Linked DNA regions of Mus musculus: regions 1, 3, 4, 5 and 6 are each linked to region 2. The links are chromatin contacts, called in public HiCAR-type and promoter capture Hi-C maps. All regions are on one chromosome and are shown on one strand. Each heading gives the region's core, a stretch centred on a gene start, on an enhancer-like site or on the middle of the called end of the contact. The rest is flanking DNA. Distances are from core to core; before and after follow the strand shown. Region 1 holds the start of Map2k5 (mitogen-activated protein kinase kinase 5). Region 2 holds the start of Zwilch (zwilch kinetochore protein). Region 3 overlaps Igdcc3 (immunoglobulin superfamily, DCC subclass, member 3). Region 4 overlaps Igdcc4 (immunoglobulin superfamily, DCC subclass, member 4). Region 5 holds the start of 2300009A05Rik (RIKEN cDNA 2300009A05 gene). Region 6 overlaps Dpp8 (dipeptidylpeptidase 8).

Region 1 (4,705 bases), core at 2,118-4,617, 800 kb before region 2:
TTCTAAATTCTTTTCCGGCTCTTCATGACAAATGTGCTCCAGCGGATCTTATGAGCAAACTGTCCCGACACGCGGTTCTGAGCCTTAGTGATGATAGTGCGATGCTTCCTGGAGGCCCCACGCTGGACATCTCCTGTGGGTACTCAGGAAGCAGAAGGCCAGGTCCTGTCCCTTACATTATATGTCAACACTTATAGAGCACTTTCTATGTGTTTAATCTTCACACGACGTGGTGCAGGTGTCCCTGACTAGAAATAAGGAAACTGAGGCTCAGGCATACAGTAACTGGCCGAGGTAGTGGCACACCTGGCCGTGAAGTTCCAACTGCCGGACTGAGAACTCGGTGCTCACCCAGCTTTAGGAAGCAAAGGCAGGAGGAGAGCAGTCCCAGGGTTCCCTCTTAAAATAGCTAACTTGAGAGCAGACTGAGCAACATGGCAGACACCAACATGGCTCCAAAAAAGAAGCCAGTGATCTGCACAGCTTAAAATTGCACACAGCTGGTCCTTAAGATATACATTCTTTTCTTTTTTTTTCACTTATTATATATGCAGGTGTATAAACAGTAAACACGGATGCATACATGCCATGGCCATGTGTGTGGAAATCAGAAGACAGCATTCAGGAGTTGGTTCTACCATAGGTTCCACGGACTGTACCCAAGTTCAGGCTCACACAGCAAGCACCCATTGGCCCCTCCTCAAGTCTCAGATGCTATGACGCAACAGAAACAGAGCTCTTTCTCTCCTCCAGATGTTTACATTCTAGAATAGACAAGCACATCATCCTGAATGCATGCTTTGCCACAGGGATGGACATAGGACTACCATGGCAGCCACCTGGCAAACACTGACACAGGGAGAGTGAGGCATGGCAGGGAAGGGTGGGTGAGAGCCAGACAAAGAAGGCAAAGTGGAGGCACAGCCTGGGTACCTGGGAGTACTGACAGTAGCTCTGTACACCTGGGACACAGGATGCTCAAGAAGATGTGGCAAGAGAGGACATAGGTGCCAGGATAATCAAGATGAGCCTGAGGACAGCAAGGAGGACTGTGGGGCCTTATGAGGAAAGGAGACTAGCACTGTGCATATTGTGAAGAGCACCAGCTGCAGAGAAGGGATGCCATTCGGGGTCAAAGACTGGAGGCTGCTAGCTCACCTAAGGTGCCACATGCTTGGCTTAGACCCAAGCATGGCCTTGGTGGTACGAGCATCTAGCTTTCAAAATGAAATTATAGATACCACCATTTCATTTTTTATCAACCCAAGGCAGTAAATGACACCACTCAGTGTTCTCTTATAGTCCCTGTAAGTCAGACGGCACATCTGCCTGTTAAAACATTCTTCCCCGTACACCAAATTCTCCTGCTGAGTTACTGTGGACATACATATATGTCACCCTGTTAATGTCAACTGACTAGAAAGATGCACGTGGACTGAAGTATATGGGGACACTACAGGAAACAAAAGTAAATTTGGGGGCCAGGGAGATGGCTCAGCTGGCAAAGTGTTTCCTATGCAAACATGAGGGCCTGAGACTAATCTCTAGACCCATGTTAAAAAATAAAAATAAAAAATAAACAAAAACAAACAAATAAACAAAAAACCTAGGAAGTGGGTGCTTGACAGGTGGCCCAGGCTTGGTGGCATGAGTGCTTGTAATCTTAACATTGGGAATGCTGAAACAGGCGAATGCCCAGGGCTTGCTGGCCAGCCAACCCTATCCCAAAACAACAAGGTGGATGGCACCTGAGCACATCTGAGGCTGATCTCTGATCTCCACATGCACGCACACACATCTGCACACACATATACTCATATACTAAGTAAGGAAGCTATAGTTTTGGCACTGACTCTCAACCTCAGGAGCAAGTCCTCGGAAGGTCCTTTTACTCTCTATTCAGGACAAACACACACATACATAATGTTTTATAGTATATATTATATATGGACTCAAGGGCCAGCCTACATTAACCTTCATAATTTTGTGTGAAATATATTCTAAGCATCCCAAGGCAATGCACTGTTGATTCTAAGATGTAAATTTTCCCTGAACACTCAACATCTCTGAAATTGAGCTGTGTTTGTCACGGAATGATGTGCTGTAGTTCTAACAGGCAGCATCCTTTCCATATTGATAGTTAAGTCTAGGTCTCCCATTCAGTGGCATCTAAGGTTTGCTTAACCATTGTAAACTAAGATTGCCCTGGTGTCCCTTTCCCAGCAGGTCACAAGTTCAGGAAACTCAGCAGTGACAGGGCTAGAATGAGGGCAGGAATCCTTTCCAAATACTTGAGAAAAATATAAGAAACAGTTTTAAAACTCTTTACATCCCAGTTGTCTGCACTGGTGTGTAAGTCACAGTCCAGACTGTGAGCTTCCTGAGGGCAGGGGTTCAGTCGGATACATCAATTTCCCAGGGCGCTGCACATTTACCAGTTTTCAGTGAGTGCAATTAACCGAGACTGTGGTTAAAACAGGTAAGTTGACCCCACCAGAGGCCAGCTCAGGCCACCAATGGTCAAGATGCTGCCTATCCAGATCCATAATCCCCAACGCTGGGATTTGGCCACTAAAGTCACCACTCACCAGAACATCCCTGAAGAGTAACTGCGGCCCGGAGTGCACGGTCCAGTCCACCGCGCCACTATTTGGAATCTTGATCCGAATCACCAGCACCTGGTTCTCCATGGCACAGAAGGGGCCAAGGGCCAGCCACAGCATTACAGGTTAAAGGGTCTCACATCCTGGGGCGAGGGGTACCGACCTGCCCCTACTTAGGAGGAGCCCCAAGAAGTGACAAGGGGAACGATAGACAGAAGGCAGGCGATAAATAGGGAGCAAGAAGATGGGGAGAAGTGAAGAGGAGCGATCAGGAGGGAGCTTGCAGGCCCAAAACCAGGCCCAGGTCGTGTGGAGTGTCCCTAGGAGAGGATGCACTGTTGGGGGACCGGCCAAGAGGAATTAGTAGAGAGCGGAAGGTCCTGGAGTTACAAAAGTGGACAAAACAGAACCCACAAGCATTCTGTAGTCCTTGTGAGTAAGAGGAGACAGCGGAGCAACGGCCTGGTTTAAGGCAGGTACAGTGGCCAGGGTCCTGCCGTCCTGAGTGTCTCGGTGGGCAAGGGGACGGTGGCCGGGCGCCGCGGGCTGGGTCGGGGCTGTTTCGGAGGTGCACCGGTGGCGCCTGCCCTCCAACCAGGCAGGGGGGCCCAGGGCCGCGGGGTCAAGGGGCGGGTCCCGGACCGCAGCCGGAACCGGAGGGCGCGGCGCGTGCAGGATCGTCCGACTGAGGCCCGCGTCCCGGCAGCGGAGGTGGCGGCGAGAGGAGGAGGAAGGCGGCCGTTAGACCGCTGTTACTCCGGAACCAAAACGCGATGGCGCCGGAACCCGGGGAGCCGACATGTGGGACCCGCCTCCTGGGGCGCCATGTTGGAAGAGGGCAGCTGGGGCGGAGCAGGGATCTCGTGCTAGGACTGGCTGACTTCCATCTCTTCAGGTAGTGGTAAAGGAGCCTAGAAAACCCAGGAAGACACGGATCTACGGCTGGGGGCTGTCCGTAAAACAATTTAAGGTTTGATCATGCAGAAAAGGCGGTGAAGGACAAGACGGCAGCACCAGCTTGTCAAGTTATATACCTTTTACTATCCGCGGGTTTGTTACATTAAATCGGCAAGAGCCAGGCAAGACCTTTTTATTAAAAAAAGAAAAAAAAAAAAAAAAGCATGTTTTTATGCCCCTTCTTCCAATTAACAGTTCCAAAATACCACTATTTTTTCTCCCACGTTAGCAAAGTGTGCATGAATTTTTCAGTGAGGTCCTTTACCCTAACCAGTGACCTACAGTACCAAGCAATCTCCTACTCAAAAGCAACAGTAAAGAAACTCAATGGAGAGCGCTTAACTGCCTGGGGACAGCTGTATTTCTGGCATCATAATATCTTATTCAACCGTTGCAAAAATATCCCGTCTGTTCCATATATTTTCAGCTAAATTGCAGTGTTTATGCAGTCAGTGATAGCAGGGCAGTAGCCGTAAACCTTGGTTATTTTTAAATGCCTTGTTACCTCACATTTTAAAGTGCATAATCCTGTTGATCTATGTGTCTATACAAAAGAATTGCTTACAAATGGCAACGTGTAGGTAGGCCCTTTATTTGTAATTAAATTATGCTATTATCTCTACCTTTTGGGGCTGATTATGCATAAACATAGTGCGTGGGGTGGTGGGACCAGTGTCCACTTTCCCCGGAATAAACAGATATGTGATTAATGTAAGAGGAGGAACAATTAAATGTTGATCATTTTCAATGTAATACCAAAATTTGTGGCATAATTTCCTCTACTTGGGCTTTTTTCCTGTTGCATTTGAAAGGCCATTGTAGGAGATAAATGACCATCTTTTAGTTATTATTCCTTAATAGCTTAGGTAGGAATTCACGTAGACCGATTCTCCAGGTACTGTTGGAACTACCCCTTTGTAACTGCTCTTCAGTGCTAAAGAAAAATTCACTATTTTGCCATGTACTTCTTAATCTAAACTTTATTTCTATTATTAAGGAAAATTAACTACAAAACTAGAGATTTTCTATTAACCTATGATTTGTTAAAACGTCTTTTTAAAAATTCATAGTACCATAGGGAAAACCAACACCATTTGCCAAATTTGCATGTATATTCTGAAGCACTTTTTTAAATATATGAATGG
Region 2 (4,586 bases), core at 571-3,070:
GTCTTTTAAGTTTAGGACTCTTAACTTGAAGAATTCTGGAGTTAAATGCCACATCGGCAAGAATGGTAATTTCTTCCTAGGTTTGTGGTGAAGCCCTGGAGATCACCAAGAAACTTCAGTAGGCACGGAGAGGGATACAGTAAGTGAAAACTTCTAGAGTTTATGCATGGAAAGATGAAAACATCCAGGAAAGAATTAGTAAGCATAAAGGATCTAAATAAATTTGTATCAATGGAGGTGATAAAACAGACATAAAACAACCATAGAAGCTGAGAACATAACTCGGGAATAACAGTGCTTGCCTAAAATGTGTGAAGCCATTTCCAGAACCTCAAAAGCTGGGCATAATGGTACATGCCTGTAAGGACAGCACATTGGACACCGGGCCACGATGTTTACAAGTCCAAACTCAGAGATCTTGGGTTTAAAACAATAAAGTACTTAACACCATGGCAAAATACCACAACAGTTAAAAACAACTCAAGTTCCTGAGCTCAAAGACATTAGCTTCTTTAAAAACATCAGTTTTGTTGGGCGTGGTGGCTCATGCTTTTATTCGTAGCACTAGGGAGGCAGAGGCAGGTGAATTTCTGAGTTCAAGGCCAGCCTGGTCTACAGAGTGAGTTCCAGGACAACCAGTGCTACACAGAGAAACCCTGTCTCAAAAAAAAAAAAAACAAAAAAAAACAAACACAACACAACAACAAAAACCCAACCACTAAAACCCACTAGTTTTAGCTGGGCAGTGGTGGCTCCCGCCTTTGACCCCCAGCACTCTGAGGGCTGAGGCGGCCGGATCTCTGAGTTCCAGGCCAGCCTACTCTACAGATTGAGTTCCAAGACAGACAGGGTTACACAGAGACACTATTTTTTTTTTTTTTTTTTTTTTTTTTGATTTTTCGAGACAGGGTTTCTCTGTATAGCTCTGGCTGTCCTGGAACTCACTCTCTAGACCAGGCTGGCCTCGAACTTCGCCTGCCTCTGCCTCCCGAGTGCTGGGATTAAAGGCGTGCGCCACCACGCCGGGCTCTGAAACTATCTTAAAAAACAAAAGCACATTAGTTCTTTTCCTGTAGTAGTGAAAAATTATTACTGCTTTTGTAAACAGGAGGGGCAATAATGGCAGTTAAAAATGATAGCATTTAGAGACTAATGGGCTATACCCAACTAGCAACACCTTGCACCTAGAATTAAAGTTTTTTGTCTTCACATCAGGCCTACGAAATCAAAAATCTCAGAGGCTGAGCCAGTCAATGTATATTTTGGCAACCCTGTGGGTGATTCTGATGTGAGTCGCTGACTTAGATTTTCACACAGGATGTAGAAGTTGACAGAATTTCACTGAGGGAACACAGTGAATTTGTGGCACGGCTCACGCCTCTCATCTCGGCATCAGGAGGCTGCCGAGGAGGGTCGATGCGGATTCTGTCCGTTTCTGAGCTTGAGGCCCGATGACATCTAGCTCTCTGTGTCCCAGGAGCCTCTACTTAGAAGCGTGTACATCAGTCCAATCCGTACACTGCTTTGCCATCTTGCCTCCCTTGGGTAAGCTCGGGTGTTTTCTCCGGAGGCCGGCAGTAGCCTAGGCCTCCGCAGAGCCCTGGCTGCCTCTCACATCCCAGGTCCAGGAAAGCCGGCAGCCAGCTGTGGCAAACACCACCGGCAGGGGAGGGACAAGTACCATCCCATTCCCCAACCACAACTCACTGCCGGAGACGAGCATAAAACTCCTCCGCCGCGCGGTTCATTCGCGACCACATACCGCCGTGGCCTCCGTCCATTGCTAAGAAGTTAAACTGAACTGCGCGCCCAGACAATGACGTCAGAGGCCATGACCCCGCCCCGCCGGAACTACTTCACGCTTTAAGTTCGGTTTGTACTCAACGCTAACACATTGCTTTAATTTAGTAGAGCATCCCCTCAATTTACTATTCCAAAAGTCTCCCATTTCTGTTAGGGGGGAAAAAATGGACTAAAAGAGATGTTATGATGAGGGTGGGCGGGATGAGGAGAAAGATAATTCTCGCGAGAGTTGTGACGAGTTACGAATTATTCCGCGAAAAAGAGTCCCTCCTTTCTAATCACTCTTTTTAACTTTAAAAAAAATGAATACATAATTTTAACACACGTCACGCAATAATATTACCTTTTGAAATTTTTACATGTAGCAGAAAGATAGATCGTGTCTCTAATTTGATTTTGATAAGGGGCAGGATGCGGAAGACGAGTGGAAGGATATATAGAGTACAAGTGACAAGTCTTTCCTTTTCCTGTGGGAGCAGCCGGGTAGAGAGGAGCGTGGCCTTCTCCTCTCCCCGTCATGGTGAGTGGAGGTCTTCTACACTGGGCTTCCCCCTGGTCTGGGGGGCGGCTATAGAGGAGGGCGAAGGTTCAGAACATGGAATCTGCAGAGAGGAGACGAGGGAAAGGAAACCTAGCACCTTTTCTGGCCGGAGCTGAGTTGTGGGCGCTGAGGCAGCCATCTTAGAGGCAACGTGGGCAACAGCGCCAGGTGGATGGTAGAGGAACCTTTGGGATCTTAGCTTTTCTTAGTTCTAAGCTTTGCTTAGTTCTAAGCAGGGTTGCTGGAAGCCGAGCGTTTTGATGCCAGAGACTTGTCAGGGGTTCGAGATCGTCCGATGACAACTCCGCACAGGCCGTGGCGGGTCATGTGCTTTCAGTCCGGAGAAATTGTCTTCAAAGAAAAGGGCTGAAGGATATCTGAATTTATGCTTTCCAGGAAGATTGCCTTCACCTCTTTAAGACAATTTCTGGAAATGCATGTCTTCGTTACTTTATATGATGTAATCTAGACCTTTGAATCTTAAGCGAGTTTTCAGTAGTAATTAGTATATTGTTTTACCACGAATGTTTATCTGTAGATGGATTAAGGTTGTTCTGACCACAGTAATTTGGAGACTGTTAGATTCATCGTTAAACCGACTAGATAGGTTGTCCTATTGTGAGACGACTTAAAGGGGGGTATAGTAGAAGAGATGGTATAGTATCTGGAAGGGCACATGGGAAATAGGTCAGACCTAAGTGCTGGTGGAATCCTCAGTTAAGAGTCTTTCAGAGTATCAAAACGTTTCTGAATTTGAAGGGGTCTGGAACATTGGATAAATGAGCAGGCCAGCTTTGCTGAAGTTGGTGAGGGTAGAATTAATTTAACATGTCCTCATTAAACAGTATCTATGAACAGTTTTTATAATGTTGCTTCCAAGTTTGTTTCTCATTAAAATTGATAGATTTTCAGGTTGTCCTTTTGCTGTAAAACTATTGAAATGATAAACCCAGTGGTGGTTTACTGTGTTGCTTGAATTTGGGGTCTCCTGCAAAGCAATACTTGCCTCAAACTGATTCCACAGATTGGCCTGTATATGGCCTCAAATATTGGGACTTTTACTTCTGTATTTACATATTTGTCTCCAGATATCAAGCTCTTGACATTTAATTATGGGATGAATGTGTCTCCAATGTTGTCAATATAAGTACTCTTGATTATTTTTAAGTGAATCCATTATTATTATTATAACATTATATGGTTTTATTGGCATTGTATTTCCTGTCTCACACAGTTAACACCTGCCTTCCTAGTCCCCAGGGAGTCATATCTGTTTGCAAGTACTAATAATGTGGGCTTTAAAATCTAGGTTTCAAATACAGGAGATGGTACTTCCTCTGTTTTAGTTACTTTTTTTATTCCTTCCAAGGCTTGTGCCCGTCCCCTCATATCGGTGTACTCCGAAAAGGGAGAGTCATCTGGCAAGAATGTCACTTTGCCAGCTGTGTTCAAAGCTCCCATTCGACCAGATATTGTGAACTTCGTTCACACCAACTTGAGGAAAAACAACAGACAGCCCTATGCCGTCAGTGAATTGGCAGGTATGGATTTGCATTCGTCATCATGGTTATATACTTTCCAGGGCTCCTTTGCAGTAAATGATGAGATTCCATTGGTCCGTGTTTCTGAACTACATGATTTTCCTTGGCTATTCTGATACTGCCTTTATCATGCATTAGTTTTAAGTCATGGGTTTGTTATGAGTTAGTTCCTAAACCTTTTGTTCTTCCCAATTTTAGGTCATCAGACCAGTGCTGAGTCTTGGGGTACTGGCAGAGCTGTGGCTCGAATTCCAAGAGTTCGAGGTGGTGGGACCCACCGATCTGGCCAGGGTGCCTTTGGAAATGTATCCTTGATTAGTGCTCTTGGCAACTGACCAACTGGACTTAGGCTAATTAATATTTGAATCATGTTTAAACATACTAGAGTCTCTCTAGACAAAAATCTGGAGATGTTTGGCTGGGAACTTGCAGTGATGTCGTAATTTGCGTCTTACTCTGTTCACAGCGACAGTTGCCTGCTGTCAGTATGCTGGTTCAGAAGGTTGACGAACATTGTTACTGAGCAAGTAGTAATCTTGTTAATTTTCTAAATTTGAAAAAGATGTTAATTCTTGACAAAGAAAACAGATGTGTCGTGGGGGACGCATGTTTGCACCAACCAAAACCTGGCGTCGTTGGCACCGCAGAGTGAATACAACCCAAAAACGATATGCCATCTGTTCTGCCCTGGCTGCCTCGGC
Region 3 (4,517 bases), core at 1,800-4,299, 990 kb after region 2:
ATGGCCGCCTTCCTGTCACTTGTAAACATCACAACCATAGCAGAGCTAAAGCATCCCGTGGGCAGATGTTGCTGTGGAAATGGCCATTATCCTTGTCTTCCTCCTCGCAGAGGGCTTGCCTGTGAAGGGTTTTCTCACAAGTTACTTTGCTTGGGTTGGTAAGGTATGAGACGAAATAGGCTTCAGTTAAAAGTAAAGTATGTAATTGGAGCCAGAGGTTCCTGTGGCTTTTGAATAGTGGACCATCTTCCAAATTATAATATACCTGAGGACTAAGCATTCAACACTGTCACTGAAGTCTGCTCTAAGTACAAAGGCTCACGCGTGCATGCACACGAATGCAACTTTTGTTTGATTGAGCATTGAGTCTTGTAAGATAAAGGTTATAGGTTAGAGAGGTGGTTTACTTGGTGTTTGCCATGCAAGCGTGAGGACCTGAGTTCTGATCTCCAGCACCCATATAAAAAGTCTGATGCAACAGTGCATGTTAATAGTCCCAGTACTGGGTAGACAGAGACTGGAGAACCCCTGGAGATTTCTGGGCAATTTTTTTCAGTTAGCCAAATTGGTGATCTCTAGGTAAGCCAGAGAGACTGTCTCAAAAATGAAGGTGGAGGGGTCTAAAGAAATGACTCAGCCATTAGAAGCACTTGATCCTCTTCCAGAACACCCCATACCCCAGATCAGTTCCTAGCACCTACTTCCAGGGGCCAGGGAGCTCATAACTGCCTGCAACTCCAACTTCGGGGGATCAGACACATTCTTCTGGCCTCCAACGGCATGTGCATACCTCTGTCTGTCTGTCTGTCTGTCTCTCTTTCTCTCTCACACACACATAGAGGAATAAAAATATTAAAAAATAACTTAAAAATAAATTGAAGAACAACTGAGGAAAACACCTGACATTCAACCTGTAGCCTGCACATGCATGTGCACACACAAGCCCATGCATGCACACATGCACAAAGTGAAGGTAGTAGCCTCTATCAAATTAAAAATGGTCTTTGGTCTGCTACTAATAGCTGTTTCCTTGGATAAATTCTTCTTCTCTATAGGAAAACCATGTGAAACATCCTATCTTAGAGCCTTGTGGCTCTCCAGAAGGGGCTCAAGAACTAGAGGTGGGAAGGGGGGTGGGGGATGGGTCGGGTGGGGGCAGCTCCGGACCGCCTGCCTCTACCCTATACAAAGCGACTCTGCTTTATCTCTTTGTTTTGTTCTGCCGTTCTCTAAATTGACTAACTAGGCAGATCTTTCAAACATAAGTAGTTCACAGCAGCAGGTGTTGTGAACCCAAGCAGGCTTAAAAGGTCCTATACAGCCTTAGGCAGAAGAAATAGGAATCCGTGACAAAGATTTACTTAGGGTTATGAAGGAAAACATTGTGATCACATCTGGGCTAGGACCAGGGTTCTACTTTGCTTCGAAACCGAGTGAAGAAAACAATGAGCTACCCTTAAAATGTGCAAGCATGCTTTCCCCTTGTGATTACAGCTAGTACTTGGTAATAATGTTAAACACAAGGAACTGCTTGGTGGCTGTTTACTCTTTCCAATGTTGCTCCATTCTCTCCTGAGACAGGATCTCATACAGCCCAGGCTGGCCTGGACCTCACTCCATAGCTGAGAATAACCTTCGACTTCTGATCCTCCTACCTCCTGGGTGCTAGGCTTATGCAGTCCTGGGGTTTGACCTTGGGGCTTTGTGTGAGCGTGCTATTATCTGAGCTACATCCTAAGCCCTCTGTTCTTGAATGCTATTTCTCAAAGTAGATGGTTACTCCAATTAAGGGGTTGGCTGTGGCTGCCAGCAAAGAGCCTTCGATGTTGCAATGACAGGAGCATTAGAAAATTCTGCATATGCAGGGAGAATTCTTTGGTCTTTGTCAAAAAGATGATACTCACTAAAACCAGGCACCTATAGCCCTAGGGAGAACAGAGGGTGAAGGGAAGTCACCCCTGATATGGAAGTTGGGCTGTCCATGCTACTTGTCTTATTTGGTATTGATGAGGAAAAGACAGCAGCCCAATGCAGCATCTTACAACAGCAGGACCACCAGCTTGCCTGTCTGTATCAGTTTCCTTTAGTTCTGATTGATTTCTTAGCTGAGCTGACTATCTTAATAGATATGGAAATGCCTCAGGCTCGAGGGGTTTCTGATGGGGAGTCTGTCTTCACCTTTCTGTGGCCGGAACCCGCACTGCACTGGTACCTACCAGTCCACCAACCTGCTAGGGAAGACCGTTCTTTGCCTCAAAACTGCGGTTTCAGCGCTCCTGATTCAAATCCTGCTTCCTGGCCTCCCAGACTTCATCGTGCCGTTCTTTGTTTGTTTGTTTGTTTTCTGTCTCTTCTAGTCTTTTCTGAGTCATTCTGTCCTGCCGGCTCATTCCCCAGTCTCTCCAAAGCATTCTCTAAACTTTTTGGTTGCTTGCAGTTGGTGATCCACAGGTGGACCCCAAAGCGGACAATTTTCCTCACTGTTCCGCCAATGGTTTCATGTGTTCTTACGAAATTTAATTAGGGCTTAGTGAATGCAGGCCTTTCCTGGCTATCAGACTCAGGCATGGAACTGGAAGACCAGAGGAGGTGACTGCGAACGGAGAAGGCTGGTTAAGGAGTCAGGAGTAGTGGGAGCAGGAGCGGGTGCTCCCATCTTGTCCATCTTCTTTTTGTGAGACAGGAATTGCTGTCTCAGTTTCATCTCACCGGAGGTAGCAAGGAGCCAGTCCTAGTTGGGGAATTCGAACCTCTGGAGAGGGATAGGGTGGCGGGAAATGGTGCTTCGCTCGCCCCAGCGACATCAAACCCTCGTTTGGCGTGTGAGGACAATGGCTGTCTTATTTTCTCCATTCGCCGCGCACAATGTCGGATTCTCTCATTCACCCGCGGTGGTGCGAGCGAGGTAATTAGCCAGTGCCATTCAGCGTGGACACTATTGCTATGCGGGGGGGGGGGGGGGGACGCCCGCGTCGGCCCGGATTAGCCGCGGGGCGGGGTGTGCAGCTGCGGCCACTTCAAAGGGGCCCGGCTGGCCCGGCGGGCTGTGGGAACCCGGCCTGCCTCCTGCGGGAGCGCCTGCAGCCCGCGCCTGGACCGCGCACCGAGATCGCGCGCCGCGCCACTTGCGCTCTGGTTGCGGAGATTCCGGGCTGCCGCTGTGCCGTGCCGCGGATGCTGGTGTCGCACCCCATCACACTCCCACTTTCATCAGAACCTCAAGTGCTTCTCTCCCTTTGAGTCCCGGGAGTCAAAGGGCAAAGGGGGAGGAAGGAGGGAGGGGAGCGAGGGGGGTGGGGAGCTTGACACAAAGCAATGACCTCGGAGGAGTGAAGCAGATGGTCCCACTTACTCCTGCCGCTGAGCGAGCGAGGCTCTCAGGGCCCCTGGCTCGGGCCCTGACCTTGCCCGCCCGCCCCACGAATGCCTCCACCGGGGCCTCGCGGGGGCTGCGCTCTGAAGGCTCCCCACCGCCTGCTGCCCTCTGCGCCTCGCTTCGCCTAGGGCGCTGGAGTCGGGATACTAGGACCAGCCGGCCTCCAGGAAGAGGTGGGGGCTGGGCTGAGAATCTGCCCCTGTCGCTGTTCTCAAGAACCTGCACAGGGCCAGAGGTGCCCAAAACTAGCTAAATATGTGAGTCGTCTCCTGAAGCTTTAATAGAAACAGATTCTTGTCCCCTTAACCCACCCCAGACCAAGGAATCTCTGACAGTGGGACACTGACATTTGCGTTGTTAGGCGGGACTCTGTGTTGTTCGAATCCATATCCAAGTTTAAGAACTGCGGTCTGTCCAACTTTTTAATTTTCACTGAAGAAGCTTAGGCTAAAGGTGAGGAGGAAGCGGCAAAGGCGAGGATTTGGGCAGAAGACAAGATGAGGAAAGGGATTTTAAGAGACTTAGCTTAATTGCTAGAGTGTCTGCCTAGCATGCGTGAAGCCCTGGTTTTGATTCCAGAACTTCATCAACTGGATATCATAGCCCACGTCTGTAATCCCAGCACTTGGGAGGTGCGGGCAGAAGGATCAGAAGTTCAGGGTCGACCTCGGCTATATTATGCTGCAGGCCAACCTGCCATGTAAGAGACCCCGTCTCAAAATAAAACGAAGAGGAACAACTGCCTTCCAGATCATTCAGAACAGACTACAGTTTTTGAGGACTTATTGTTTTCCTTGTGATCATTCGTGGTGCTAGAAACAGGAAGGCAACTTAGTCTACTCTCCAGTCTTGTGGGAATCATAGCCCATGGGTGAACAGGCAAAAAGATGGTTTGATAAGGGTTGGGTGGGAGCTGTAGGCAATGTAGTTTCATTTGGGAGGTGTGGAAGATGGGAAATGTTTGCAGGGAAAAGTACAAAAGAGTTCCAGGCCAAATGAAGAGGCAAAGAGATGTGAGCATAAACATCCCTAGTATAGCCTGGATCCAGGGTCATGCCTTTTATATTGGCACTCAGGAGGCAGAGGCAAGTGGATGGAGCTCTGTGACATTAGGCCAGCTTGGTCTATGCAGAGAGTCCAT
Region 4 (4,855 bases), core at 1,633-4,132, 940 kb after region 2:
TCTAGACTGGTCACTGCAGCAATCCAGCATCCAGTTTCCCCAAGGCAGGAAGAGGAGGGACAAGTATCTAAGTCAGACTGGTTCAAAGCCTTTCTAAGAAGTAGCAAGGGAGCCCACAAGGCACTCTCAAGAGACTTTCAGTGACTTGTTAGGGATAGGTAGGTGGGCAAGGATATTAGGGGGCCCAGATGGAAGCAAGCCATGTTGTATGTGGCTTTGCGTCACCCTAGAGGACACTGAGCCTCCTTCTCAGGATTGTAGATAGAGGGACGGTTGAGGCCCTCCTTGTGTCCTTGGCAGCCATCTGGACTCTCCTTCCAGCTGTTGGAGGGAGGGACGTAGTGTGTGGTAAGGAAGGTGGCCAAGATTCTAGAAGAAATTGACTTGTGCCTCTTGAGAAGAAAGAGTGGCCTATGGTGTCAGGAAGGATCGCCCTTCCTGAGAACAAGCCATAAATCTGTGCAGAGGGTGAGGGAATCTCTGCCATTTGTGGCAAGTCCTTGGCCTTGCTCCCCTCCCCCACCTACACATCCTGTCCTTCCTGAACATTCCTTTGAAAATGGAACCGAACTCAGGTTCCTGATAACTTCACCAAATAGCTCCAATGAGACCCTGGAACTCTCTAGCAAATTGCCTTTATGACTAGGTTTTCATAGGTGTCATAAAATCTAATTTATCCTCTTAAGTGAGCAAAAGGGCTTCTCATAGCCCATGATGGCACAATCTGTAAAAGAAGTAGAGGCAGGTTGATCAAGAACAAACAGCCTGAGCTGAATAGTGAGGCCGTGTCTCAAAAAAACAGAAAGAAAAAACAAAACAAAACAAAACAAAACAAAGAAAGAAAACACCTGTTTGAAAACTAAGATTGGGGGGCAAGCCCAGTGGCAGAAGCCTTTAATCTCAGTACTCAGGGCAGAAGTAGGTAGACTCTCTGTGAGTTCAAGGCTAGACTTTCAGATTGAGTTCTAGGATAGACTGGGCTATGTAGAAAGACCTTGTCTCGAAAAGAAAAGAAAAGAAAAGAAAAGAAAAGAAAAGAAAGGAAAAGAAAAGAAAAGAAAAGAAAAGAAAAGAAAAGAAAAAAGAAAAGATTGAGAAATGGCTGGGAGACCCCCAAAACAGAACTTCTGCATCTCTGATGGACTCTCACGAAAAAAAGAAAGAGGAGGAGAAGGAGGAAGAAGAAGAAGAGAATTGAGGGAAGCCTCTGTCCTGTAGGGAAAAGACTGGTGATCAGCAGGTCTCCTGGTACCTGCTGCGTGCTTCCTTCATATCAGTCTAAGGAAGAATGGAAATAAATGCTTGTGCAAAGTGGAAGTCAGCCATGCAGTGGGTTGGGGGAGCAAGAGGCCTTGGACAAGAAAGGTCTACTCTCTTTCAGATATGACTACTATGGACTTGGCAGTGGAGAGATCATACCATGTTAAAGTAAACATTGCTATTTAAACATTGCAGAGTACAAGGAAGTTTAAAAATAAAGGTAGAGGTTAGGGAGACAGCTCAGTGATTAAGAGCATGTGTTGTTCTTGCAGAGGACCCCAGTTTGGTTCCCAGCATGGAAGTTCAGATCCTTCAGAGGATCTGAAGCCTTCTTTTGACCTCCACAGGCATCATGCATGCATATGGTGCACATACATATATTCAGGCAAAACACATAACAATAAATGTTTGTGGTTTTGTTTTGTTTTGTTTTTTTTTTAATTAAATAGCATTTCAGGCTATCTGTTAATGGAAGAATTTAGTTTGGTTTTCTGTGTGTGTGTGTGTGTGTGTGTGTGTGTGTGTGTGTGCAAGCACGCGCACACACACACACACACACACACTCCATTTGCATGTATTCCTGCATGACAGATGAGGGCATCAATCCTGTTATAGAGAGTTGTGAACCACCATGTGGGTGCTGGGAATTGAACTCAGCCCCTGGTTTGATTTTCTTGAAACAAGGTTTCATGTAGTCCAGGCTGGACTTGAATCCCTATATTGTGGAGGATGACCTAGAACTTTGTGAGTGTGATGCTGGGAATTGAACTTAGGGCCTCAAGCATGCCAGGCAAGCGCTCTTAATCACTGAGCACTTGAACTTCTGGCCCTCCTGCCTCCACCTCCTTAGTGCTGCTATTTTCTTTTTCGGGTGTGTACTGCTAAGCACTAATTATCCAGAGCTAGAGGATCAACCCTAGGGCCTGCTAGCCTGAGCTACATCCCTAGCCCCCGAAGAAGTTCGATGGAAATATTTGAGTTTGAATCTCCTTGTTTAAGGTTGGAGAAACTGAGACAGAAGGGTGTGTGGGATGAGCTAATCCAAGATGGTGCAAGAAAGGACTGGACCTAGAGTCCTGGCGACGGGGACCAATGATGGTAGAGAGGCACAAAGTTCGGTTCACCTCTAGGTGAGAGGAAAAATTCTTAGGAGACTTCCAGATGGCGTTTGAAAATCTTCCCTGGAGGAAGGCGGAGAAGTCTCCTGAAGAGCGGCTGGTGTCTGGGCAAAGTTTCCTGGAAAACCTCTTTTTCAGGAGCAACTGCACCCCCTTTCCTCATCCCCCAGTTGCGGGTTCAGCCCCTGAAAGTCAGATTCCCCCACACCACCGCTCTCTCCTGTCGCTAGCTTCCTCATCGGTAGAATGGACCTTGAACTTCTGAGAAGTTGCCACTGAAATGAGTCTGCTAGGGCTCATGGCGCAGACCTGCTTCTCTCAGAGGCGGATCCCTGTTCTTTCTGCATCTTCGTCCCTGTGGCTTTCCCAGATTCCGCCTTGTTGGGCTCCTCTGAGGTGGCGAAGTTAGACATCTGCTGATCCATGAATATTCAGGAAGGGAACTGGAGCTCCTGGGGCCCCGCTGCCAGCCACCAGCCCCTCTGGCGGCTGTCCTGCCCGCCAGAGCCCAGGCTGCTGACATACCCAGCAGCTGCTCGGGCCCCAACTGTTCACATTGTTTGTTCTGCACGGCAGGGGATTTTTCAAGCCCCGGACATGCTTTAGGGGGTGGGGAGGCTGCCAGAGGACTCGAAGATTCGTGTTCTGTGGGGCTTTTCTCCCCTGAAATCCAAGCCTCCAGTTCTGCCTCTGGACCGGAGCATTTGAAGCTGCTGGGCTGGGAGCCCAGGCTTGCCTTCCACAACTCTGAATTTGAATCATGGAATCTGGGGCTTTAGAAGAGAAAGGACTGAATGCTAAGGGCAGCAAAGAGCGTTTGTGTAGCTCCTTACCGTATGCCCAGGGTCTTACAGAATGAGGCTTTGGGCATAGTTGTGTAGTGAGCTTTCGCCTGACCTGCACAAAAACTGTGGTTCTGTTCCCAGTACCGAACCAAAAAAAAGGTGGAGTTTCTCTACTTCTTGAGTGATGTTCTTCAGGGTCTGGCCTGAACCCCTGACAGGCTCAGTAGCATCTTCATTTTAAATATGTGGAAACCGAGTACCAGAGAGGACACCTGGCTGTCACAGCTGGCAGGCGAAATGGCAAGACTGGGACCTTGGTGTGTGTGTGTGTGTGTGTGTGTGTGTGTGTGTGTGTGTGTGTGTGTGTGTGTGTGCCCATGAGAATGTATAGGTGTTTATGAGGAGGTCAGAGATCATCGTTCTTTTTTTAAGGTGAGGGCATGGATGAGATGGAGTTTCCTGAGGCTACCAGCAACACGAAACACCTGGTGTCCTGTATACACCTGGTTCACTACAGCTGAGGAGGAGGGAGACTTTGAGGAGGAGGAAGTGGCCTGGAGCTGTCTCAGCAGCTAAAACATTGGAGCAAAGTGATGGCTTTATTCACTCAGAGTCTGTCTGCTGGCCATAACGGCTGCGCAAATGCTGTCTTACCCTGACATCACTTGTACAGACAGAAACCACCACAAAAGCAACTTCACAGTAATAATATAAGTTAGATTGCAATAATTATAATAAACTACATTTTAATAATAAATATATTAAAATAAGTAGAGGAAAATTATTTTAGATTTATTTCTTTTATTTGATGCGTATGAGTGTTTTGCTGTGGATATGTGTGTGCAGCTGCCTGGGCCTCAGATCCCTCAGAACTGGAGCTACACATGACCGTGAACTCCTATGCGGATGCTAGGAACTGAACCCTAGTACTCCGCAAGAGTAGCAAATACCCTTCCTTAGTGGCTGAGCCACTTATCCAGTCCCCATCTTAATTTCAGAAACAGGGTCTCTTACTGAACTCAGAGATTGACTTTCAGATTGGCAAAACTGGCTCCAGGGACTCTCCTGTCTCCACCTTCCCAGCTCTGTGATTGCAGCTGTTAGTGTGAGAATCCAAAGTCGGATCGGCACAGCCGTGTGGAAAACACTTTCCACCTGGGCCATGTCTCCAGCCCCTGGAACCTTGACTGGGAGGGGACTGCCTTCTTCCCTAGCCCTGTGTATCTCTCAGGGCAGCCATGAGCCAGAACTGTCCAGCAGAGCTCTGCTGAAGGAGTGGAAGGGTGGTGATCTGGTCAGGCCCTTTCTGACCCTTTATCCTTCACATTTCTTCCCAGATTCCCTCCCCTCAGCCAGCTAGGACTTTATTATTACTATTATTATTATTATTATTATTATTATTATTAATTTTATGTGTATATGTATTTTGCCTGCATGTATGCCTCTGTGTACCATGTGTGTGCCTGCTGCCTGCAGAGGCCATCAGAGAGGATCAGAGTTCCCTGGAACTGGAGTTGTGGATGGTTGTGAGCTGATGGGGTGCTGAGCCTGAGTCCCAGTCCTCTGAACAAACAGCTAGTACTTTTTTTTTTTTTTTTTTTTTTGAGACAGGGTTTCTCTGTGTAGCCCTGGCTGTCCTGGAGCTCACTTTGTAGACCAGGCTGGCCTTGAACTCAGAAATCTGCCTGCCTC
Region 5 (4,806 bases), core at 1,059-3,558, 770 kb before region 2:
AATCTATTTCCCAGCAGGATACTCAGGCTGATAAACCATCAGGAAAATGTCAGCTCCACTGAAGGGAAGGTGGAGGAGAAAGGGAACAAATGAGTCAACAGAAATCCTTAGTATTCACAAAATGGAAAATTAATTATTCTGATTACTACTCATTTACAAAGGAAGACAAGGAATAAAATCCTTTGTATTCTTATTCCCAGCCAGGGACTTGATCCAGATGGGCAAACTGTACCCTCGCCAGCTAGGATCCTCTTACTTAATTCATATTTCTCTTACTTCAGACAAAAAATAAAAACCAAAATTACTAAATTGGTTTTTAGTAAAGTCCAGAAAAGGGTTTCAGAGTAAGCCAAGTTGTAGCACAGCATACAGGAACACTTTCTCTGCTATACTTACAGACTTTCTAAAAGCCCACTGTTAAATCACTATTTTATATTAAAAAACAAAGAAAGAACCAACAACAAAAAACCCTACATCTGTTGTATTTCTGAAAAGGTTTTACTTTTCTGTGTGGGAAGTGTTTTTTTTTTTTCTTCTTTTGATGTCTTAATGACCTACAGCTAAAAGATAAACCCTTAGTCATGACAGGTATCTTTAAGGAAATGTTTATTTTAACCTGTGACATTTTATATAAGGGATTCAGCCTATATAGTTTACCTATGGCTTGACCTGCTAGGGTTTCTTTTATTATTAATTTTATTTTTTTACAGTCTAGCTGTTGCCCTCCTCCTGGTCCCCCTCCCACAGTTCCTCATCCCATTTCTCCTCCTGGCCTACTAGTTTTCCTAACCTATATCTCAGTATTTGGAAAAGAATGACTCCTGCCAATTCTGAAAATAATAAAATAAACTCATTTCACAAATCTAATTTGTTAGCATTTTGGCTTTTCCCATAGTTTCATACCAACCTCAGGATTAGTTGACATACACTGTATAGAGTGGATCAAACAAGTTATGAGACACATTGGTGTATAATCTCCTTCCTGGATTTTCCAGGGGGACAATGGCTCAAAAATCCCGTAAGTGCTATTTGAGTTATTATAAGCAGAAATGCCCATGCTTTATTAAATTGAATGAACTACCAGACTATATGTAACACTAGTACGGCTACACAGAGTTTAGTGTTAATTTTGGATTGAAAAAAAAAAAAAAACTATTTGGAGGGGGAGGGTGAAGGGGATAGGGGATTTTCGGAGGGGAAACTAGGAAAGGGGATAACATTTGAAATGTAAATAAAGAAAATAATCTAATAAAAAAGTTAATAAATCCCTAGACAGCAATATTTAAAAAAAAACTATTTGGATTATACTGGTTCTGCTTCCTTGTATAGAGTTTGAGTGACTGACATCTAAGTTAATATTTTTTTTAGCAGCTATTAATAGGTCCGAAACATCTTGAGGACTTGAATTTTTCCCTAATCTATAAAATGCTGTCACATCTACAATCCGTGATATTGACTCTTCTGCCATTAGACCACAGAACACACACATCTAGCAGGAGGACCGTCAGAATTAGATTATCTTCAGGAATATAGATACTAAAGGATCTTAAAAGACAGCATCTTTTAAGTCTAGCACCTGAGAAAATATGATGTCTGGAGAGAACCTACTGCTTTTAGCAAAACACAATTGCTGAGATTTCACAGAAAGACAAAGAAACTTTAAAAGTCCGTCCAGTTTTTTGTCCTCCAAAGGCTCTTGGTGATGAGCGCGGGAATGACTCTTGCTAAGCAACTTCGGAGCCACTGTCGGGACTCACTCCTCGCTGCCCTGGGCAGGGTTCTCCCGGGTGGACAGTGGCAGGGCACGACCTCAGGGGTGCTGCAAGCAGCCCACCGGGGATGCGAAGGGCCGGCCCTGGAGAGCGAGCAGCGTGCTTGTGGGCCAGCGGCCGCCCTGGGATGGAGGAGTGCCTGGGTCAGACGAGGGCGCCGCCACTCACCCAGGTTGATGACCTTGAGCGCGGTGAAGAAGCGGTCCTGCGGGGCCAGGTCCTGCCAGGGCGCCTTGGAGCAGTGGTACTTGATGAAGGGGAAGCAGCCGGTGCGCAGGACGTGGTAGTTGGCGCCCAGCACCGGCCAATTGAAGTGCGACAGGCCGAACTGGTCGTTGTGGACCGCACTGTAGGGCACGCAGAAGGAAGTCCAGTGCGGCAGCCGCCGCTGCAGCAGGTGCTGCGTCAGCACCTCCGAGGCGCGGGGCTTCGGGCGGGAGGCGGCGCCCGAGGCCCAGGGCCGGCACAGCAGCAGCCGCAGCGTAGCCTCGTGGGCCCTCCGCAGGGCCTCCATGGCCGGGGCACGCCGGGGAGCCGGCCCTGGGCCCCTGGGGCCGGGCCTCTGGGGGCGGGGTCAGGCGAGTGTGCGCATGCGTGTTCCCCTCACCACCCTAGGCCAGGGCGGGGGACACCCAGCGGGCAGCGCGCGGGTGAGAGCGCCTTGAGGTGCGGCGCGTGCGCACAGGACGGGACGGGAGGGCGGAGCGACTGCGCAGATCAGGAAAATTGTCACCTCTGGCCTCAGGTAACCTCGGAGCAGGGAGACAATGTTAAAACAATCCTCCACAGCGACAAACCCGGTCTGGCTGTCAGGCGCTGGGCTCCAGGGAAATCCTCAGGGATGCTGAGGTGCTTGAGGTGTGCACAGGAAAGTGAGCTGACACCAAGGCCTGGCCTTTGCCCGGGCTGGACGCTTGGTGACCTCAGACTGCACGTATGTGCAGATGTCCTCACAGTCGTGTTCACTGTCCAGACTGAATCCTACCTAGATAGTGCAAGATAGGGTCCCAAGCCAGATGTGGCGCTTGCCTGGAATCACAGCCCTGAAAAGGCTGAGATGTGAGGATGGGGAGGTGGAGGCCAGCCTGGGCTACATAGAAGAGCAAGTCTCAACTGCCTCCCTGTCCCCGCACCACCACCCCCAAAACCCGAAAAGCAGTCCTATGTTTTCTCATTTAGTGCCCTAAAGCTCAGAAAAACTTCCCTCCTGAGAACACAGTAAATACTAGGACCGGAATTGGCAGTCACCAACCTTTAACAATCTCAGTTACCCATGAAAGTGTAAGGGAAGCATTTCTCAGACTTTCTGCTAGCATACAACCTCATGTCTAAAGTATCATTACTCTTATATGTCCTCAATTTTTGTGGGGAGAATGAGTAAATAGGATGAGGTTTCTGGAAAGTACCATATGCAAATGAAGTAATTCTCTGTGTTGGAACTATATAACAATTATTTGCTGAAAATTCAAGAAGGATGTAGAATAGTGTGATGTTTAAAGAAGATTTGTTTATTTTGTGTATACAAGTGCTCCATTTTCATGCACACCAGAAGAGGAAATCAGATCCCATTACAGATGGTTGTGAGTCACCATGTGGTAGCTGGGAATTGAACTCAGGTCCTCTGGAAGGGCAGCCAATGCTCTTAACCACTGAGCCATCTCTCCAGCAACATTTTTGTTTTTATAGTCACCAGTTTTGGGTTAGTCAACATTGAGTTCATTCCACAAATATGTTAAATATTTAGGGGGGTTTTGCAGTCATGCAAATAGTTTGAACTTTATAAGATTCTCTATTAGATATCGATTTTTAAAGAAAGATTAGGTGAAGTCATGATATATTTGATATGCAGAATAGCTAGGAGGACTATTGAAGGGAGGTAGGGAGCTGCAGCAGAACTGTCATTTTCAAAGTAAAGTTTTAAAAGCAATGGAGCCCTTTTTCAGACAAAATCTGTCACAGAATTCTAACATATAAAGAAAATTATAAACACAATGTGTTTATTTCTAAACATTTATAAAATTAATTTTTTAATAGTAGTTTCATAGGTAAAGTGGCACCACAACAGAATCACAGCTAGTTTGTTGCCTTGGTTTTGCTGTTCTTGAGTAGGGAGGGGAGCACTGGGCTTTCAGCACTGGTTTGTTGCTGTTGTTTTGTATTGCAAAACAGTGACAATTAAACTGCCATTTCGTTTCCTGGATTTTCTGCTTTGGCTCTATATTATTCAGAAAAATCCTGATCTTTCCAGAAAAACTAACTTTTTAAAATAAAAGTAGAATTTTTTTTTTAATGATTTACCTTAAAGGTGAGCAATGCTTCTGTTATTTATATTTTTAAATGGCAGCAGAAGACTAATTATGAGAACTACACAAAATTAACCTAACATCAGATTAACAAGTGGTCAGTTTGCATATATACATATATATATATATAACTCTCCTAGAAATCATTAAGGAAAAGACAATCCAATAGAAAGAGAAAGAAACGGACGTATCAGAAGTGAAGACATTCTGGTATGAAATAAATGTGTAAAAGAGGCATAATTTCAACCATCATTGAGAAGTAGAGAATCAAGTCACACTACAGTACGTCACATACCCTTGGAAACGGCCAAAGTAGAAAAGACAGAAAATTGTAAGGGTTTATGAGGATATGGAGCAAGTTTTTCTGAAGTGGAACAATTGGAATTCTTCATTTTTAAGACTTGTTTTTTTATATTTTCAATGTTTGTGCATTTTGACCGCCTGTATGTCTATGTGCCATGAACATGTCTTGTGCTGGTAGAAGCCATCAGATCAGTTGGGAATGGAATTCCTGCTGTTTGGGAATCACTGTGTTGGGAACTGAACTCTGATCCCCTGAAAGAACAGCCAGTGTTTTTAACCCTGAGCCCTTAATTGGAATTCTTATTACACTGCTGGCAGTCACTCTGGCAATGTTGTGTTTTCCACCCTGCCCTGTGTGTGTACATGCATGTGAGTGCCTGTGAGTGCGTGTGTGTATATGTGTGTGTGTGTCTGTGTTTGTTTGACAG
Region 6 (5,033 bases), core at 2,079-4,578, 900 kb after region 2:
AGTTGCTGGGATTAAAGTCGTGCACCACCACCACCAGCTCCTCGTTTTATTATTAATAAACACGAGTCTAGTTAATGCTGCTTGTGTGTGCTAATAACTGAGTTTTAAAAAATTAAATACTTGGGGCTGGAGAGATGGCTCAGCAGTTAAGAATACAGACTGCTCTTCCGAAGGTTCTGAGTTCAATTCCCAGCAACCACATGGTGTCTCACAACCATCCGTAATGAGATCTGATGCCCTCTTCTGGTGCATATGAAGACAGCTACAGTGTACTTACATATAATAATAAATAAATCTTTGGGCAGGCATGGAGTGAGTGGCCCAGAGCGAGCAGAGGTCCTGAGTTCAATTCCCAGCAACCACATGATGGCTCACAACCATCTGTACAGCTACAGTGTACTCATATACATAAAATAAATAAATCTTTTTAAAAAAATTCAATACTTGAATGGACATTTCACAGCATGCAGATACATGATAGCATAGGGGAGAATACACAAAGTCCTGAGTTGGCAGGAGCTCCAGGTCAGTACCTCCATGTGAGCAGAACCTCACACAGTACAGAGGGCAAGGAGGGGCACAGCTGCTTCAGTAAAGAGTCTGCCCTCATCTGTTTTTAAACTAATGTAATAATTGCTTATATGTATGCAGTACCCCATGATCTAGGGACTTTTTATAGGATTTGAGATGAGGTCTTACTTTATGCCCCAGGCTAGCCAGAATTCAGGCCTAAGTGAGTTTCCTGACTCAATCTCCTTAGTAGCTCAAGCTATCGACTTTGGTGCCCCTGCCCTCCTCAGCCCTCTCATTAGTTTGGGTTTGTATGTGTGCACACACAATGTAGGGAGGTGGTATGCTACAGCGTGCGTGTGGAAACCAGAGGGCAACTCTGCAGTTTTCTCCTACTGTGGATGGGTTCTAGAAATCAAACTCTAGAAATCACCTGACTTAGGCAGGCAGCTTTTTCCCCAGGAAGTCATCTCTCCATCCCTTTTTTTTTTTTCTCTATTTGAGATATGGTCTCAACGTGTAGTCCTGGCTGGCCTAGAACTCACTTTATAGGCTAGGATCTGCCTGCCTCTGCCTCCCAAGAGCTGGAATTAAAGGCGTGTGCCACCACTGCCTGGCTCCTCGTTTTTATCAGAACCTCTTTTTAATGTCTATCTTAGTGTCCAGAACTGCTAACTACGGTCTCATGTTGCTCATGTAAACTTTCTGGTAAATGTCACTAGGCTATCTGGTCATTAGACAGGCATCATAGAGTATATGCTTATACAAACCTTCATGCAGTGGTGACATGCAACAAGCATCCAGACGTGTAGGCTGCTACAGTGGAGCCCCAGTGTTCTAAGATGAACCTTCTTGTGTGTATGATACCAGGCATGAACCCAGGACCTTCTGCATACTAATTATTCAATCCATGACTGGGCAACACAAATACCTCTTAAACTCTCTTCATTAGCATTAGCAGGAGGACACTCCAAATAATGAATTAAAAAATATAGTATGAGCCTGGTGGTGCACCCCTGTAATCTCAGCTTTGGTGGAGCTGGGAGGCAGAAGCAGGAAGATGGCAAGTTCAACACCTGACTCACATGCTGAACAAGTTAAAGTCCAGCCTTGACAACTTAGACTAAAAATAAAAAGGGACCTGAGGGCTGGGTGGTGGTGGTAGTGGTGGTGGTGGGCTATGCTTTTGATCCCAAGGGGGGTGGGGGTGAGTAGAGACAGACAGATCTATGTGGGTTCAAGGAGAGCCTGGTCTACAGATCGACTTCTAGGACAGCCAGGGCTATACAGGGACACCTGATCTCAAAATAAACAAACAAAACCAGGACTTGAGGCTGTAACTCAGTGGTAAGCATTGCTTAACAAGTGTAGGGCCCTTGGTTCTGTCCCAGCTACCACACGCACCCACCAGTAATCTAGACATCTGTTAGCAGCCATTGTTCAGTCCGCCTCAGAACCCTGGCAGTGCAGTAGCTTGTTTACACTAACAGTGCCCCAAACCCAGGAGAAATGCACCGTGTCCCGCCAGCTGTGCTGTCATTAGACATTTTCAGCTCCGTTGTGATCCCACGGGACCACCACTTCATGAGTGCCCTGAGCTGACTGAAACACGAGCGTGCAGGGCATGGCTCACTCCTCCTCTCAGTAGCTACAGCTCCTTTTCTAGTAAAGCCCCAGACGCAGTCTCTCTCTGTGTCACTTTGAAGGGTAGTCTCTAGGGTGATAAAGTGATTTAAAAATCATACTTTTACACTAATTTGTCTAACATGAGAGAGATAGCCGGACTGATAACAGTGTTCATTAGAATGCTACATCTCGCTGTCACTCAGCAACAGAGACAAGGGGGGCCAGAAGATGGTCTTAATTGTCCTTGTCACTGTTACTTGAATGACATATTCTTTGGTGTAGATAATTTGGCAACTTTCTCTGTGGGGTGGATTATCTTACCTTACTTAAATCTTAACTATCTGAGCTAGAATGAAGTCTGCAGTTGTTTGGTATTTGCCGTGAAGCTCTAAGTGTGAGACTAAGTGTGAGCAACACAAACATGCCTAGACGAGAGTCAGTTTAAAAGTGGATCCCGTCACACTTACGCTTCAACGGGAAGAGAAGTAGGAAGCTCAGTTTCCTGGTGCTCGCCTCGCCGTGGACCCCCCTCTCACGCTCTGTATGCTGCCACGCAACTCCACTCAAGATGCGCCTCTCTTCCAGGTGCAGCTGGTGAACAATCGGTTTAAAGGAGTCAAGTATTTCCGCCTGAACACCCTGGCCTCCCTGGGTTATGTGGTTGTGGTGATAGACAACAGGGGATCCTGTCACCGAGGACTTAAATTTGAAGGCGCCTTTAAATATAAAATGGTGTGTGAACATAGAGCATTTTCTTTTCAAATGTTTTCGTTTTGAGTTGGGGGAGGATCTAAGTGACAGAATGAGGGAGCACGGGTTAGACTTGAGCAGTGGGAAGGAAGGCACAGTTGGGTTTACACTATACTCACTCCTGGTTACCTGTATGCAATGCCCAGGAGCTGAGGTAGAACCACTTCTGCACAAAAATACTCTTCTAAGTTGTACCCGCAGCTCCCTACAAAGCAGCCCCATCTAGCGTGCAGAGACCCATATGTAGCTAAGAAATAATTGAGATTTGTTCTGTCCTCTGTGAAGAGGGAAACCGACTGGTTAGTTCCTTCCTTGTGACAAGCCTCTTTCTCTCTGCAGGAAGCTTTAAATGCTACCTTTTAGAGATGCCCCAGGTCCTTTCTGCTGCTTTGGGAAATGATGACAGGCCGATGTTCCTTTTGCACTGTAAGGCAGTCCCTGTGGTTGCCAGTGTGTTGGACATGCTGAGTAAGACATGGGATGCTCTCCCACAGACAGTTCTTTGACCTTATGTTGTATTCTCATGTAAGTTTTTGGTTGTTTTATTTTTTTGGTTTTGGCTCAGTGAAGCGAGACTGTGTGCACTGGCAGGCCAGGTGATACCCTGGGTGGTACTGGCAGGCCAAGTGATACCCTGGGTGGTACTGGCAGGAACTAAGCCGTCCAGAGCTTTGCTAGAGGTAAAATGCTGGAAAAGAGGAAGTTAGGGCCTCAGGGGTAATGTCCTCTGTTTTGTTGCACTTAAGTGCTAAAAGGAGAAGTAAAATTAATCTCTTAAAGGGGCTGAATTTTTGTCTTTGGATAGAGGAAGGCTTGTTACAAGGAAGTTGCTGGCCTCTTAGCAGACAACAGAACAAACGAGTGGGAGACACGATGTAGTTAGGGACAGTGTGGGCAATGACAGGAAAGGCCTGGGGACTAAACCCCCATCAGAGTAGCAGGTCCTTACCTATAGAAGCATTTTTATTTTACATTTCCTGGGGCAAAATAGAATATCACTTGTTAATTAAACTCTAATCTGAAAAGAGAAACTCTCCAGGAATTTTTAGTAAAAACATGAAGCAGCATTAAAAAGAATTCTCAAAGACTCTAGTGTACATCAGAGCCAGTGAGCTTTCCCCCTCTTTGACAGGGTCAAATAGAAATCGATGATCAAGTGGAAGGACTCCAGTACCTAGCATCTCAGTATGACTTCATTGACTTGGATCGAGTGGGCATCCACGGCTGGTCCTATGGTGGCTACCTCTCCCTGATGGCATTAATGCAGAGGTCGGATATCTTCCGGGTACGTAGCTATTATTGTATTTCAGTTTTTGCTTGTTTGTTTTCTTGATTTCGGGTTTTTTTAGGCAGAGTTTCTCTGTGTAGCCCAGGCTGGCCTTGAATTCAAAGATTTCCCTGCCTCTGCCTCCCACATGCTGAGATTAAAGTTGTTCACCACCACCACCCAGCTCTCTTGTTTGTTTTTGTAATTAGATAGAATTCTGTTCATCGAAGACACCTGGAAGTGGTAATTTTTTTGAAGGCTCATGGTATTGCCAATATTGTAGAGACTTCTCTACAATATTGCTGAGTTTGTGTTTTGCAACATGGGAAATGTACCTTTTGTGTTAACATAGCTTTTTAAACACTTGTCAGCCTGAGCACCAATTTTTAACTACTTATACATGCCAAAGATTAAAAGTCATGACTAGTAAAACACACACACACAGTTACTGGATTGTACTACTTGTTTAATTACTAAAGTACATCTTTGTCCTATTCTCTGGTATATCCTCAACAGTTAACAGTGCTTAACAGTTAAGTCCTCAGTAGATCTGTGTCTAGCACAGGGCCCTAAACAAATCATGGGGAGTGAACTGAATATTTACATGCTTATAATTCTTCAGATTCTTAGAATTTTATACTAAAAGGGTTATAGAAAGATGATATTACTAAGAAAATAGTAATGAGTGGGTAGATGAGCTGACCCTGCAAGGGAGCCTAAGGCCATGCCTGACAACCTGGGTTTGATCCTTGGGACTCAGGTAGTGAGAGGAAAGAGCCAACTCTGCAAGGTTATCCTTGACCTCTGCAGCCATGCCCCTAACGTGTGCGCCCATGCAAATACACACATACTCGTAGAAAAGGCTCACTTTTTTTAATGT

What was found. Promoter capture Hi-C pulls out the DNA fragments that hold promoters and counts their contacts. HiCAR-type assays count read pairs that join an accessible place to other places.
Region 1: a promoter capture Hi-C map of liver shows a contact between it and region 2, with 2.8 times the contacts expected there. The contact joins the promoter of Map2k5 here to the promoter of Zwilch in region 2. A contact is called at or near these places in 5 of 39 promoter capture datasets (hematopoietic stem and progenitor cells, hippocampal neurons, liver and 2 more), 1 of 484 Hi-C or Micro-C datasets (CD4 T cells), 1 of 115 datasets of contacts at active chromatin or transcription factors (large pre-B cells) and 2 of 9 other capture datasets (adipose tissue and liver).
Region 3: a promoter capture Hi-C map of hippocampal neurons shows a contact between it and region 2, with 1.9 times the contacts expected there. The contact joins the enhancer-like site here to the promoter of Zwilch in region 2. A contact is called at or near these places in 5 of 39 promoter capture datasets (the HPC-7 cell line, frontonasal cranial neural crest, hippocampal neurons and 1 more) and 3 of 115 datasets of contacts at active chromatin or transcription factors (embryonic forebrain, large pre-B cells and pro-B cells).
Region 4: a HiCAR-type map of astrocytes shows a contact between it and region 2, with 3 times the contacts expected there. The contact joins the enhancer-like site here to the promoter of Zwilch in region 2. A contact is called at or near these places in 5 of 39 promoter capture datasets (embryonic stem cells, hippocampal neurons, liver and 2 more), 7 of 115 datasets of contacts at active chromatin or transcription factors (astrocytes, embryonic limb bud, embryonic midbrain and 4 more) and 1 of 9 other capture datasets (adipose tissue).
Region 5: a contact with region 2 is called in a promoter capture Hi-C map of erythroid cells, with 24 times the contacts expected there. The contact joins the promoter of 2300009A05Rik here to the promoter of Zwilch in region 2. A contact is called at or near these places in 3 of 39 promoter capture datasets (erythroid cells and liver) and 1 of 9 other capture datasets (adipose tissue).
Region 6: a contact with region 2 is called in a promoter capture Hi-C map of pre-B cells, with 3 times the contacts expected there. The contact joins the enhancer-like site here to the promoter of Zwilch in region 2. A contact is called at or near these places in 18 of 39 promoter capture datasets (the 3T3-L1 cell line, 3T3-L1-derived adipocytes, the C10 cell line and 12 more), 1 of 484 Hi-C or Micro-C datasets (cortical neurons), 5 of 115 datasets of contacts at active chromatin or transcription factors (astrocytes, craniofacial prominence, embryonic forebrain and 2 more) and 1 of 9 other capture datasets (macrophages).

The regions. Positions count from the first base shown.
Region 1 is chr9:63,374,535-63,379,239 of GRCm38.p6, forward strand. It overlaps Map2k5 (mitogen-activated protein kinase kinase 5), which reads right to left and starts at 3,368. Exons shown (of 22, transcript NM_011840.3): 1 at 2,589-3,368. The coding sequence starts at 2,723.
Region 2 is chr9:64,171,111-64,175,696 of GRCm38.p6, forward strand. Zwilch (zwilch kinetochore protein) reads right to left here and starts at 1,821. Exons shown (of 19, transcript NM_026507.4): 1 at 1,708-1,821. The coding sequence starts at 1,781. Rpl4 (ribosomal protein L4) reads left to right here and starts at 2,277. Exons shown (of 10, transcript NM_024212.4): 1 at 2,277-2,323; 2 at 3,714-3,885; 3 at 4,084-4,190; 4 at 4,474-4,586. The coding sequence starts at 2,321. Gm23344 (a small nucleolar RNA gene) reads left to right here and starts at 3,938; the gene lies at 3,938-4,005. Snord16a (small nucleolar RNA, C/D box 16A) reads left to right here and starts at 4,322; the gene lies at 4,322-4,412.
Region 3 is chr9:65,159,917-65,164,433 of GRCm38.p6, forward strand. All of the region lies in intron 2 of Igdcc3 (immunoglobulin superfamily, DCC subclass, member 3), which reads left to right. Among named protein-coding and RNA genes, the nearest start is that of Igdcc3, 21 kb to the left of the region's middle. Within about 2 kb of position 3,050, at least 88 of the 459 cell types and tissues checked have an H3K27ac peak or open chromatin away from gene starts, as enhancers often do. A contact at or near this core is called in embryonic forebrain and hippocampal neurons, where this site is marked.
Region 4 is chr9:65,106,694-65,111,548 of GRCm38.p6, forward strand. The region is part of intron 1 of Igdcc4 (immunoglobulin superfamily, DCC subclass, member 4); the gene reads left to right. Among named protein-coding and RNA genes, the nearest start is that of Igdcc4, 7.6 kb to the left of the region's middle. Within about 2 kb of position 2,883, at least 124 of the 459 cell types and tissues checked have an H3K27ac peak or open chromatin away from gene starts, as enhancers often do. A contact at or near this core is called in astrocytes, embryonic stem cells, hippocampal neurons and 1 more, where this site is marked.
Region 5 is chr9:63,396,936-63,401,741 of GRCm38.p6, forward strand. It overlaps 2300009A05Rik (RIKEN cDNA 2300009A05 gene), which reads right to left and starts at 2,309. Exons shown (of 2, transcript NM_027090.1): 1 at 1,941-2,309. The coding sequence starts at 2,286. It overlaps Gm16759 (a long non-coding RNA gene), which reads left to right and starts at 2,382. Exons shown (of 5, transcript XR_003948339.1): 1 at 2,382-2,517.
Region 6 is chr9:65,071,718-65,076,750 of GRCm38.p6, forward strand. It overlaps Dpp8 (dipeptidylpeptidase 8), which reads left to right. Exons shown (of 21, transcript NM_028906.2): 17 at 2,722-2,868; 18 at 4,019-4,171. Among named protein-coding and RNA genes, the nearest start is that of Igdcc4, 27 kb to the right of the region's middle. Within about 2 kb of position 3,329, at least 80 of the 459 cell types and tissues checked have an H3K27ac peak or open chromatin away from gene starts, as enhancers often do. A contact at or near this core is called in the HPC-7 cell line, macrophages, pre-B cells and 1 more, where this site is marked.